Linked DNA regions of Mus musculus: region 1 is linked to region 2. A link is a contact called in public promoter capture Hi-C data. All regions are on one chromosome and are shown on one strand. Each heading gives the region's core, a stretch centred on a gene start, on an enhancer-like site or on the middle of the called end of the contact. The rest is flanking DNA. Distances are from core to core; before and after follow the strand shown.

The links. Promoter capture Hi-C pulls out the DNA fragments that hold promoters and counts their contacts.
Region 1: a contact with region 2 is called in a promoter capture Hi-C map of hippocampal neurons, with 2.6 times the contacts expected there. The contact joins the promoter of Stpg2 here to the enhancer-like site in region 2. A contact is called at or near these places in 5 of 39 promoter capture datasets (the C10 cell line, HPC-7-derived erythroid cells, hematopoietic stem and progenitor cells and 2 more), 2 of 484 Hi-C or Micro-C datasets (myocytes and olfactory sensory neurons) and 1 of 115 datasets of contacts at active chromatin or transcription factors (memory CD8 T cells).

Annotation. Positions count from the first base shown.
Region 1 is chr3:139,202,399-139,209,176 of GRCm38.p6, forward strand. Stpg2 (sperm tail PG rich repeat containing 2) reads left to right here and starts at 3,495. Exons shown (of 14, transcript NM_198659.2): 1 at 3,495-3,609. The coding sequence starts at 3,501.
Region 2 is chr3:138,759,149-138,765,918 of GRCm38.p6, forward strand. The region is part of intron 1 of Tspan5 (tetraspanin 5); the gene reads left to right. Among named protein-coding and RNA genes, the nearest start is that of Tspan5, 20 kb to the left of the region's middle. Within about 2 kb of position 1,628, at least 69 of the 459 cell types and tissues checked have an H3K27ac peak or open chromatin away from gene starts, as enhancers often do. A contact at or near this core is called in hippocampal neurons, where this site is marked.

The DNA.
Region 1 (6,778 bases), core at 2,245-4,744, 450 kb after region 2:
CATAAGGCTCCATTAAAAAGTTTATTCTGAAAGGAGGTATTAGGTAGAAATGGAAGAAGCATAAATTCTAAGGTCAGATAAATTTTAGTCCAAACAGCTCTTGCTAACACCATGGAAATGTTCAACTAGAGTGCTGCTAAATAGCATTAAACATTTTTGATTTAGGCACTGTGAATGGCTGGACCAAATTATCTATATTGTGCTTATGGATAATTATAATTAACATTTTTAAGTAGCACACTCAATGAGGACTGTTCAAGAGACACAATGAGAGACTTTTAAAAATATTTACTTTTCTTATTTAAAAGTAATTTCTAATCCGTAAGTGCTATATACTCTGGTTATTGAACCACAAGAAGAAACTTTTTGCTGGAAATATACAGTGAAGACATATTTCCATGCTAAAAATAAAGACTTAAGAATGCAGAATTGTTGGAGATCAAGCATTATAAAATTATTAAGGGTCTGGAAGTTCTGCCATTGATCATCCACTCATCCCTATGAAGTCCTTGAGGAAAGAATGCTCTCCCAGGAGACAGGCTAGGCAAAGAACACTGTGTACCAAGCTGGTATTTCAGGCACAGGTTCCCTATTACAGGTTTGTGAATGAGCTTGAGGTGGTTGCTCTCCCACCCTCTCAATGGTCAAAAACTTAAGCCAGATAGAAGGCAGGTAACACCCTACCACTTCTATTGCTAATCTAACCCCAAATCTACTCAAGGAAGGGGTAATTTGTGCATTAAAGACAGCAATCAGCCAGAGAAGGATATGACTATGTTCCATTGTCATCTCCTCCATGGGACTTGTGAATCATCTCTCAGAAGGACACTTAACTACCATGTTCCTGAAATGACCCTTTCTTTTCCTAAGACTCTGAGCAATGTGACAAAGAAAACAGGTTGAGATGAGAACATTTAGGTAAGGGCTTTCTAGAGTAACTCATTCTCATATATCATGGGAACAATGGCCAACTAGGTTATCTTTAGAGGAAACCTGCCATCTATAGGACCATTCAGCAGTTCCTTTGCATGCTGGTCATGCAAGGACAAAACAGTCTAGGAAGCCAATGAAATCACTGCTTATGTGGTCTGATTTCCAAAGTCCCTTTCCCTGTGTTCATCAGGTGCAATGAAAAGCACTGTGAGATGCTCTTGCTGCAGCTGGACACTACTGCTGGTGGAAAGGGGACACTCAGCTGCACAGCATCGCTCTGTGCTCCATCCCTCTGTACACTCAATGTTAGCATGGTCACTCTCACCCCTGCCAGCATCCCTGTTGGTAGATTTCGAATAAATCCTTTATCTCACTACCTAGGTATTTTCTTCAATTTCTGGACAAATGGCAAGCTACCCTACTGCTATAGCACAACCAGGCTATCAATGCTATACTCTGGCATGAACATGCTGTCTGAATTGATATATTGGCTTTTATTACCAAGAGCAAATGATATATAAGGAATGTCCAATAGGTTGTTAAAGGAAACATGACTTTTAATGACACAATTTTCCATCCTTTTATCTGTGACTCTTTCTAGTATGTCATTGCACATCCATTCTAGTTCTTCTGAATGGGATCTTGCCAGATATATGAGGCAAAACAAACAAACAAAAAACAAAACAAACAAACAAAAAACCCCCACCAAGAACTCTTATGTTTCCTTTTTTGAGACAGGGATTCTCTGTGTAGTCCTTGCTGTCCTGGAACTCACTTGGTAGACTGGGATGGCCTGGTACTCACAGAGATCTGTTGCCTCTGCCTTCTGGGTGCTAGGATTAAAGGCATGTGTCACCACTTCCCAGCTACTTATGAGTTTTATAAGAATGTAGGAAGCATTAAGGTTAACAAGAAAGTTAAACACTTCATTACAAATAAGTTTCCCAAGTGCTTGTGATATTCTCTTGCCATTCTGTATACCTTGCTTGCCCCTTCTTGGGCTATTCATGACCTACCCAGGGACAGGGGCTTTAGTTTTATTTGTATCCAGGTTAACTTAGAAGAGTAAGAGAACTATATACATTTGCCAATAAGTTCTTTTCAAGTAAGTAATGATCCAGCTGTTTAGTAGAAGACATCAAAAGATTCTTAGGAACCACACACACATACTTTTTGAGTATTCTAACAGAGATGCCACAATTAATTCAGAACTAAGTAGCAAACTAAGAATCACAAAATTTAAATATATTTAAGTTTGTATTGGGGACTGAGGCACTCTAGCTCTTTTGTGGGTAAGGCAGGGCCATGGAAGGATTGCCTAAGCCAGTGGTTCTTTACCTGTGGGTCACAACCCCACTGGCAAACTTCTACCTCCAAAAATACTTACATTGTGCTTCCTAACAGTACCAAAGTTATAAAGTAGCAATGAAAATGATTTTATGGTATGGGGCCACTACAAGTTGAGAAACCGTATTAAAGGGTTGCAGCATTCAGAAGGTTGAGAACCACTGGCCTAAGCCTTTAAGGATGTTTAGAAGCTGTGTGGATTTCTTAATGAAAAAAACCAACCAAACACATAGATGGATTCTGATACTCTCCAGCGCCTGTTGCTGAAGATTCAGTGGATCGATGAGGGTGGCTTGGGCTTTTTCGATGCCTTCACCTTACTTTGTAGACAATGTTGCCATTTATCCGTGTCCAACACCAGAAGCAGTTTTTAGCCCTTGCCCTTGACTTGCTTCAGTAGGCAAGCTTTCCCCTTTTCAGATGTTGCCATTTCTTGTCACCCCCCCACCCCCGCCCCCAACCCTCTGCGTTCCCAGCTTTCCTTTAGAAATCTTGATGGCCTGCAGGTCAGATTCAGTAGTGACTTTATTCAGAGGATGCCTTTTTGACAGGAGTGAAGGGGGACTTTGCTGATCCCAAACCCTGTTTTGGGGTCCCGAGCTTTTCTATTCCACCTGTCCCCGCCTCGCTGCCCCGCCCCCCGGGTCTTTCCAGTCACCCTGATTTACAGGGAAGGCAAATCAAAATCAAATTAATTCGCCTCCTTCTAGTGCGTTTCTAGGGCTTTTCTGCGCAGCGAAGGTATTCTGGGACAGGAAGCAGGTGAGTTGAGGCGGAGCTGAGGTGGAGCTGAGGTGCAGCACCGCCCTGCCTAGCGCAGGGAGCTTCGTCAGACTCTACAAGACATCTCCGAGCTCTGAGCGCTCGACCGGAAATGCTCCGAGGCCGGTGCCGGAAGTGCACCTACAGGCCCGAGTCCTTCCGGCCTCTGCCCTTCCAAGGTTTCCGGGAGGCGGGGAGTGGGCGGAGCCAGAGCCGGAAGTTCAGGCGGCTAAGCCCGGTCTCTGGCGTGACCCGTGAGCGCTGAATTGAACGCTGGCGGGCTGGCGGGCGGGTCCTCTGGCTGCTGTCCTCGCCACTTTACCTCTGTGCCGAGGACCCGAGGGAAAGCTGACGCCGCTGAGCCAGTCAGCACGCAGCTCGCACTCTAGTCCCGCGTGTAGGGACGACGCAGGCCGCCTGTCTAGTTTCCGGTCCCGTGGGCCCCGCCCCTCATCACTATGTATGACCGTGCTCCGCGCTGGCTCGACTGTGCCAACCGCGGCAGCACCGAGGAGCACGTGGGGCCTGGGACCTACCAGGTACCTTTTCCTAAGCAGCAGGCCACAGGTAAGATGCTGATGGCCAGCTTGCGGTGACAGACGGCCCGCCTTCAGCCTGCCCTCAGGTTAAACACAAAGTCAAAAAGGACCACTGTTCAGAAATGTAACACGTCGCAGGTAGAGACGATACTAGAACCAGGATTTTGATTCCTTGGCTCTTGACTGTATGACATAACAAGTTTGTGACTGTATGAAACACAATACTTGCTTTTGCACACACTTTAATCAGATTTATTTACCACGATGTAATTGTTTACATTTCTATTCTGTATTATCACTTACAAATTGGATCCCGTCCCCAATCTCCCCCACTCCCCGGAGTGAAGTTATCTGACCATCCCTGGCTTTATACTGAGACCCTCTTTCTACATTCTGTGAAAAGTTATAGCCTTCAGGGGTGGCCTAGGGACTAATAATTGAAGTAGTTAATTGCTTTTCTTCATTTCTCACCCCCCCCCCCCCCCCCAGTTTGTGAATTAGGTCCAACTTTTAATAAATATTTCTAATTCGGTCTCTGCTTTTAAAGTTCTGGTTTTTGTTTTTGTTTGAGTTTAATACCACCCAAATTCTAGTGGTTTCTTTTGTAAACCTGCATTTTTCAGTAGATATAAAATACCTCCTGCCCCCTTAAAGTTCCAGGAGTGAGTACTCTGTTTACATCCCTGCTCCATTATGGTTAGTTTAAGTTTCTCTGGACATGGTAAAATTCTGTTTGCGTTTCAGATCTCAAATTTTACATCTTTTCAGCATCTGTCCTCAGCATTTTTGGTACCTATGCCAAGTACTGTTGAGATGGTATAAGCATGTATTCCCCAGCATCTTGTGTTTACCAGTGACCATCTGTAATGGGCACACCTATGATGCTTTTGCACACCCATAACTTTTTTTTTTGACCTTTATTTTGGTACAGCTGACCACTTTCTTTGTTGCTTTCTGTCTCATTTTTTTTCCTGCTGTTCAGTACCTGACACATGATTCGGTACTGAAGCAAGGAATCATGTTTTATTTTTCTTTTTTTCCCACTAATCATGCACAGCTAAATTTATAAGATACTTAGCTTTACATCTTGTTCTTGTTGCTTTGCTCATTGTACTCTCTTATTCATATCTGTTACTTCAATCACCATTTATATCCAGCCACTCCCAAGTGAAATTCTTTATAGAGATAGAGGTGGTTTATGTCTCTAAGTTTCCCACAGGCTTAAAGTCTGCGTCGTTGTCAGTCACTTTACAGACATCCTTGCATGGCTGGTCTAAGCTTTAGAACTCTAGCTTACTTTTTTTGCCTGGCCATTTCTCTTGGCCTTTAAGACCATTGGTTAAATGTTCACAATCTCTCAGAAATTCTTCCCCTTTGTTCATAGCTACCCAATTTAATACAATCCAATTTATTTTTTCTCAATTAAATCAGTAGCATGTTGTTTCTGTCTCAGTGTCATAATTTTATCTTTCATTTTGTGTTTAGTAGTATGTTTAAAAAACATACATTATTTGAAAAACAAAAAATATATTTATTTTTGTTAACGGCAGGGTTAAAAAATCTAAACTCATCAATGGTAGTAGAATTCTTTTTTGTTATCACCCCCGGTCTTGTGTTCCATTTAGTCTGATCTTTCCAAACACCTGTACATGCTCCTACACATGACCTACAGTTCAGCCATTCTAACTTGATAATATTCTTAAGATCATTTTTTGTCACTTCTGTTCTTTTGCACCATGTGCCCAGTGTGTTCTATGCTCCTACTCCTCCTGGCTTGCTTCTACTTATTCTTGATATTCAATTGAAATAAAAATCTCTGACTAGTCTTACTTTTCCATCCTTCTGGCTTATGGTAACTTTTTTGGTAGCAGTTTGATTCTAACACACACACACACACACACACAAAAGCTCCACCAAAATGTAAACTACTTGAGAGCAGGGATCATGATGTTTACTCCATTCTTAGTTTTCAACCCAGTAAAACAATATTCTTAGTGAAAAATACCTTGTAGTAACGTATAAACTAGTGGACCACATTAAAAGTTTCTATGGGGTGGGTGAGATGGCTTAATGGGTAAAGTCACTTACTGCCAAATTTGATGACTTGAGCATAATAACTCTTAACATCTTGTAAGATGACTCTTACAAGTTGTCATCTGTCTTCCACATGTACACACACACACACACACACACACACACACACAGAAAGACAGACACACACACACACATAACACCTTCTCCAAAACACTATGGCTTTTGTTACTAAAGGGTAGTATGTAGGATATAGTCAGCCCTGTATACTAACTTAAAGGATTATACTTTGTTCACTTTTGAAGTATGTTTAAAAATTCTGTGCTTGGGAACTCTGAGGAGATTGTGTGTGTGTGTGTGTGTGTGTGTGTGTGTGTGTGTGTGTGTGCGCGCGCGCGTGCATGCTATGCTGTTCAGGGCAACATGTTTATAATTGATAGAACAGGTGTTTCTGAGCATTTTTCTGCTACATTTCTCGATGAGATAATTTAAAAGCAGCTACCATGCTATTTCATGCATGTTTATAATAGGTAATTTACTGAACTGTGCAGAGCTGTCCATCTATTTCAATGAAAGATTAGGTGTATGTTAAGAGTCTGATGTGGAAAGGAAAGATGGAGGGACCTTGTGTAACTTAATTCTTACAGCAAGCCTCACAAGAGGGACAGATCTTGTAGTGTTAGGATATTCTCAACCTAGTGGTCTCCTTTTTCCTCTTTATCTTACTTAGCCAACCCTCCAGTATACTAGCTCCATGTTTTCCTACTTAATATACTAATTGATAGCCTTGGTTTTAGGTCATTTGATCAGGAATAAACTTAAGATTTGTATCCTTAATGGATCAGGACTGAGCTACTGTGTTTTTATGAGTGGGAAAGAGAATGGATATTCAAATTCCACAGGCAAAAAAGAGCTATGTCTTGCTTTTTTTTTTTTTTAACTAATCTGAGAAGGAAGCATATCTTCCTAAAGCAATATTTCCCTAAGGAGAGGTAGCCTAGTCTACCATCTTATCACATGAGAAAACAAGTTCTTTTAAAAATACATGCCTATCCTGGTATTGTGTCGGGAGTATTTCATTACTTTTTAAATGTACTTTCAAAGTGAACAGCACCCAACATTAGCTGTCTATGTGGAATATGTATCAGTCAACTAAACTGGAAAAC
Region 2 (6,770 bases), core at 378-2,877:
GCAAAACAATAGCTCTCATCTCTTCCTTTTTTGAGCCGCTGACTATGACTTTCTGTGCTGAACCTTGTAGCTGGGATTTCCTAGTTCTCTGTTGCCTTGGTTGTGCCCCACTTAGCTGGGGAATGACAGCCACTGTCCCTGTGACAGCTCAAGGGGAGCAGCTCTACAGCCTTCCTAGATTTTGAATGTCATAGCAGGAATCCTAAGGAGACCAGTGCTCCTTTGGTTCTGGCTCCTTTTGCTTTGCCTGCTGGTCTTGAGAATCAAGAGTGAAGAGCTGCCTGGGTGTATATGGCATCTTCATTTTTCCTTAGGTCTGCAAAATTTAACCATTCTTGGTATTCTCGCTGCATGCTTAGAGTGTTCTTCAATTGCTATCTGGTGAGAGTTTGAAACAGCTGTATAAGAGTTTGAAATAGTGTTTTACTTCTATTTTTCCTTAAGATGAAGAATCAACATTGTAGAAATGAGTGGAAGGCACCAAAGCGACCTGGAAATATCTCTTACACTTTTGTAAAATATATGATTATTTAGTTTAAATACAGACATGTGTCACTGATGGCTGTTAAATAGCAATTTCAATATTTGGATTGTCTTAAATATAGATATGTGCTGTCTTTTCGTAGATATGTACAGTAATTATCTGAATGACTGATATGTGACCTTTAAATATTTTTATCCATGTTAAGAGAATAAAATGTCTTTATCATAGCATACTATAACATTTCAAACTATATGGGACGTTTTGTTTATTTTTTTGAGACAAGTTAGCTCAGGCTGGTCTCTTAACTCATGGCAGTCTTTGTGTCACAGCCTTCCCAGTGACGGAATTATAGGCATGAGCTACCAGACTTGATGAAATGAAATCTTTTGAAGTTCAACATAAGGCTAGAGATCAGCTTCGATATTTACAGTGCACACAGGAAGAACCCTGTTGTGTTTCTCATTTGTAGATGGGTCAGAAAGTATATGTATGATATGTATAATCATCTCACCCTGAACTGTGGGAGATTGTTGCGTCACAGCTGGGGATAACAGCCCATTCTTTATTGCACCTTTCAAAACACAGTTTTAATTTTGAAGTTCCTTCCCATGGAATTTTCCTTCTCTTGCCCCGTTCTTTCTTTGACTTTAACTCCAGGATCGAGGAGGCAGGGAATCTTCTTAAGGGAGGCTAAACCCCTCTTAGTCTTCAAAATAAAAAGGCTAGCCTGCTGCAGACAGAATAGAGGATTGGGATTCTTTTGAACAGAAATGGCTGTGCAAATATTTAATCCGTTGTTCTTTAGTTGGTCTATTTAGGGCAGAGTACTGGAAGGAACCGTGCTTTAATTGGCCTTCTGCAGACCTGATTATGTAACCTTAAGACTTGCATGTTGAAAAGGACGTGAAAAATCCTCTAGTCTCTGTTACCTACCAGTCATCTTTCTGCAATCTCCTCTTAAGGATGGATTTTATTCTCCGGCTGTAAGTTATAAAACAGGGGACAGAGCTCTTTTTTTCTGGCAGCTTTTCATTTTATAGGTCTGAGATGCCCTCAGCCTTACTTGTAGGGGCAGTGTGCAGAGAGGACAGTCAGAGTCCCTGTGGGTTCGCTCACGGGTCAGGTTTTAGCCTGGCCAGTGGTGAGGATGTCTGTATACCATTTACACACTGATCTGGGGTGAAGGTGGCATTTGGCAGTGCTATTGGTAGGATGCCTGAGCGCCGAATCACCCGAGCTGCCAAGTCCCCGTTCTCTCACTCCATTTGGCTCGACTTGACAGTTTTGGCTCAGTCATTTTGATTAACATCAACCTTGCTTATGTTAAGTAACTATTCAGGTTATTTATTATGTATTACTCTCATGCTTTGGAATGAGCGGCCAAGAAACTTCTGCCTCATATGGACTCCATATGCAGCTGTTAAGTTAGCAGAAACACAATTAGTTGGCGCCTAAGCTGCATATTGAGTAGATTAGGCCGGATCGCACAGGCGTTGTTTGAGATTGTTGTCTCCAATATTTAAGAAAGCTATTAGGTGTTTGAGGATGTGGGGTGATAAAGCATCTCTGAGTTCACATATGTCCTGTTTTGTATTTTTATTATGGAGTGCAAATATCTGTGGAATCTTGGTTGTTTGTTTTGCACTGCTGAGCTCCAGAGAGGATTAAAAACATAGTCTGTGAAAAACAGACATCTCTTTATTTCCATTGTTCCCTCCCCATCCCAGGCTAGGCCGAGAATGTTGCAGTGGGTAAAAGACAGCCTGGGCTCAGATGTAGGCCCTGACACTCCTACCTGTGTGAGTATGTATAGGCAACATCTTTAGGGTCACCCCAGACACCAGCATGCTAAGGAGTGCAGGTGAACAGGGACTTCCAGAAAGTACCCCACTGTCACGGTGTGCTCTGGGTCTCTGTCCCTTGAGAAGGGTGTTGTCAGGTTTAGGATGTGTTCCCTGAAGGATGGAATCTGTCACTTTTCAAGCTTGCTTTCCATTGTCCTGCTCCCACGGAAGGATCTTGGAAGTCCATCCTTTTCCTTGGCTAGTAGATGGTAAGGTTTGGCCTGGGGACAGCTGCCACATGCTCTCACCGTGTCCATGTGTTGCGACGGTCTGCTTCTGTGCTGTCACCGAGCTTTCCTCTTACGTGGGGACCCTGTGTGTGCGCATTGTGTGTGTAGGTGCCCCGGCGTGCATGGGTGTGACGTGGACGTCATATCTCAGACGCCGTCCACCTTGTTTTCTGAGACTGGGTCTCTCCCTGGCATGGAACTCACCAGTTAGGTTGCACTGGCATACAAGACATCTCCTGTCTCTGCCTTGTGAGTACTGGGATTGCAAATGTGTACCACTGTACTTAGCTTTTTTTTTCTTTGTTTTTTTAAAGTGGCTTTTAGGGAATCAAACTTAGGTTCCCTATGTTTGTGTAGCAAGCGTTTTACCAACTAAATTATTTTCCCAGCTAGGGGGTCCTTTTGAGGCCATTTATATCCGCATTATAATTACAATTAAATATACATAAGTATGCCTAAAAACTGCTTAAAATATACTGAGTAATAATTATCCATTGAAATAATTTAATTAAATTTGAAGTAATTTTTTTTTTCATTAAGGAACAAAATAAGCATCCATTTGGCCCCCACTACAAAAAAATTGCTATACACAAATAGGTATGCTTATGAAATTACTTAGTTTATTAGCATATAATTCATCCAGATTATTACATTCTCTTAATTGAATTTACACTTGTATGCTTATAATTTTAAAAATAGTTTTAAACAAGAGGTGTCTACGAGCTGCCGAACATTAAGGGCTCTGGTATTTTTAGTTGTCTGAGAGGTAAAATTCTAGGTCTAAAGGGAAAACATGGATGCTATAGTAAAAGATAACTCTCCTGCTCTGTGCTGTGAGCATCTGCAGCAGAGTTTGGATTGATTTTCACCTTCTGAACTGTCATAGACGATTTCTGTTCCTTCCTTGACATAGGAGATTCCTGTAGCTCAACCCTTACCTAGTCTGAGGCCATCCTCTGCCTCTTCACAAAAGTTCTAAAGGTGAAAAAGTGGGCTGGGGAGGGAGATGAGAAGCCAAAGCTGAGGTTGGTTACCACACCGAGGGACGTGCTTGCTTCTTGGAGTTGTGTCTTGTGGATGTCAAAGCCCCTTTCCAGGAAGGGCCTTACTGTTTGCTGCCGTGATGGGAAGAGTGTATTGAGGCTCGTGAGAAGCAATGGCTGAGATTGGGAGCTGCAGAGGGATACTCATCTATGTTTGGAAGCCCACACAGGCATTGGGTGATTTCTTGGACAGCGTTCCTGGCGGTTGTAGTGAGAGTGAGCTTTACCTGGGCCATTGCTCTGGTTGTTCATAGGGAGCAGCCTTCATCCTTCAGACATGATGTAATGTCTTTCTCCAGACAAAGAGCAGCCTCTGTGGACAGTGGGGCCCCAGAATCCCAAACATTGCTCCTCAGCTATGATGCCTACCCACTGCATGGACAGCATTCACCTTTGACCTTTAGAGCAAAGAGAACCCAGGCCAGAATGATGTTCCTGCTGCCTCCTGTGCTCTGTATGGTAAGTCCTTAGTGCCTGGTCCAGAAATCTTTGTCGTCCTCTTCTTCTTCTCCTTCTCCTCCTCCTCCTCCTCCTCCTCCTTCTCCTCCTTCTTCTTCTTCTTTTTTTTTTCCTGAGACAGGGTTTCTCTGTGTAGCCCGGGCTGTCCTGGAACTTACTTTGTAGACCAGGCTGGCCTCGAACTCAGAAATCCGCCTGCCTCTGCCTCCCGAATGCTGGGATTAAAGGCGTGTGCCACCAACGCCCAGCTTCTTTCAGGGTTCAAAAAGCAGACGCCAGTTAATTTATTACCTTGTCTATGGGGTAAAGTCAAATCTAGACCTGTCTGGTTATCCTGTGTACAGCTTTTATACCCAGTTAGATGTGCTCACATAAGTCCTGCATAGAACATACTTACACGGGCCTCCTCCACAGAGAACATGGTTGGGAAGGCGAGGGTTGGTAGTGCCTCATAGCTGGTCAGGTTTCTTAGCGGCAAGGATGTCATCTTAGATACTTCTCTGTGTGTCAGTGTGCCTCCAGGCAAGCAAAGGAGACAGACCACAGTACCTTCAGGAATTGCGTCCTGTGTTGGATGAGATTGAAGCTGAGCCCAAGTGTGATTGATTCTTGGTCGTAGAAAAGGAGTCTGACACCAGGAGTGTGGGCAGCCCCTTCAGGGACAAGCTGTAGCCCATCTGAGGCAAAAATGCAGGGTTAGCCAGATGCCTGGCCCTTAAGAACAGATGGGAGTGTCCTAGCAAGGTGCTCCTACCACGAGGCAGCAACGGCCTGTCTTGACAGCAGTGGGCCTCTGATGAAACAGGGCCAGAGAGATCTCGAAATCTGTGTCTGGTATTTGTAAGTTGTTTTCAGGCACTCAGCCATGCTGTTGGAGAAGGCCTCAGAGCTCACCTCAGAGCTCACCTGAGGCACGTTAGGGACGAGTTGATGATTGATTCTCAGTCGCTCAGCTGGGCGGAGCCAAGGCTAGTCCTTGGTTCAGAGCAATTTTGAGTGCATTTCTTTGTGAGTTCTACATGCACTTGCCATCTGTACTGGGACTCTTCACCCCCCCCCCCTCGCCGAGAGGGATAATATATAATACAGGTTTAAAATGAAGACTTTAGATGCTAGATGGTAAGAGGTGCCCAGGTAGGAAACCTGATGTGGAATCTTAGTCCTATGATTTCCAGGATGAATCTTACAGGCATCTAGTCAGACCATAAACAGAAATGACATTTCGTTCACTTAATGATAGGTGAAAAATTATTCACTGGCTGTGGCTGCTAATTGAGGTCCAGCATGAGTCAGGCTAGAACTTAGGAAGTCAGGAACAGGGTAAAAAATAAGCATGGATCAGGAAGTGGATTTTAATAAGATATCCATGGGAGGGGGACCCTTGCTATGTGAGGGCTAGATAAATATGATGATTTCCACTGGTGCTGTGCTGTGTGCTTTGGAAGTGGGAGGGGTGGGGAAGGGGAGTCAGGGCTCCTAAAGTGCCACTCTCCAAGCTTTAGCTGACATAGAAAGCAGGCGGTGCTTGTAAAGTCAAATGCTTTTTGGCATTTCTGGTGGTGTAAATTCCATCGTGTCTCTACCATTTTGAAGAACATCTTGGTGTGGTAGGAGTGAGGGGCTTCTTGTGGTAGGGCTCCCTGCTAAAGGAGAGAGGTGGCTCAGCAAGATGGCTGAGGCATGGGGACTTTGCAGAAGGGCCCAAGACAACACCCACTCTGAGTACTTCTCAGCCAGTCCCCACAGGGAACAACACCAAACACTGTGGTTGCTGAAGCTGTGCCCTTGAAGCTAAGGGAGCATGGAACGCTAGTGTGAATCAGAGTGGGTGTGGCCATTCAGGGACAAAATTCCCATCCGTTGGCTGTGGTTCTTTTTATCTTTAGTTAATGATTTCATTCTTTAAAAATTAAAAACAAAACAAAACAAAACAAAACTCCACACGTCAATTTTCACATGTTTATGGTGTTGTTTGTGGATTAGTGGTCTGTAATTACCTCAACTCCTGGGCACAGTATATTTGTTATCACAGTGAAGAGGGCGTACCAATTATTTTAAAAAGCAATTTCTCTTTTAATTTATGCACGTGCGATATTAGCTAGCTTAAATGCATATGCATAGAAAGATACGTAGTCTCTCTACATTGACCTGGCTGTCCTAGAACTCAGTACGTCGATGAGGCTGGCCTCAAACTCACAGAGCTCCACCTGCCTCTGCCTCCCAAGTTCTGGGAACATAGGTATGTGCAACCATGCCTGGAGAAAGATAATTATATATAGCTATTTATTATATAGCTATTTTATTGCAAATAATTAAAGGAAAGAAAGACTTGAATATTAACATACTTTTCATTGCCATTGAACATAAATTCTAAAATGCTGAAGTTTTTTTCCAGGGGTTTAGAGAGGACTGAAAAGACACTTAAAGTAGGGCTGTTCCCAACTTCACATCCAGGTACCATAGTTGCCTACTGTCAGCGCCTATTTCTGGGTTACCATTTGACGTGCGACACTGCCCATGCTAACTTCTCCCAGTCCCTTGGCTCCTGTCAAAGGAGCTACGTCAGTGCATCAGATGCCTCCCCAGGAGCCTAGAGGACCTGTCCTGTTTGTCACCTGCTTTCCCTCTGCCTCTCTACAGACACACAGGGCTTGTATTTGACAGATTTGATAGTGGGAGTCAGAAGGTTTTGGTATCAGAGGGTTGGAGT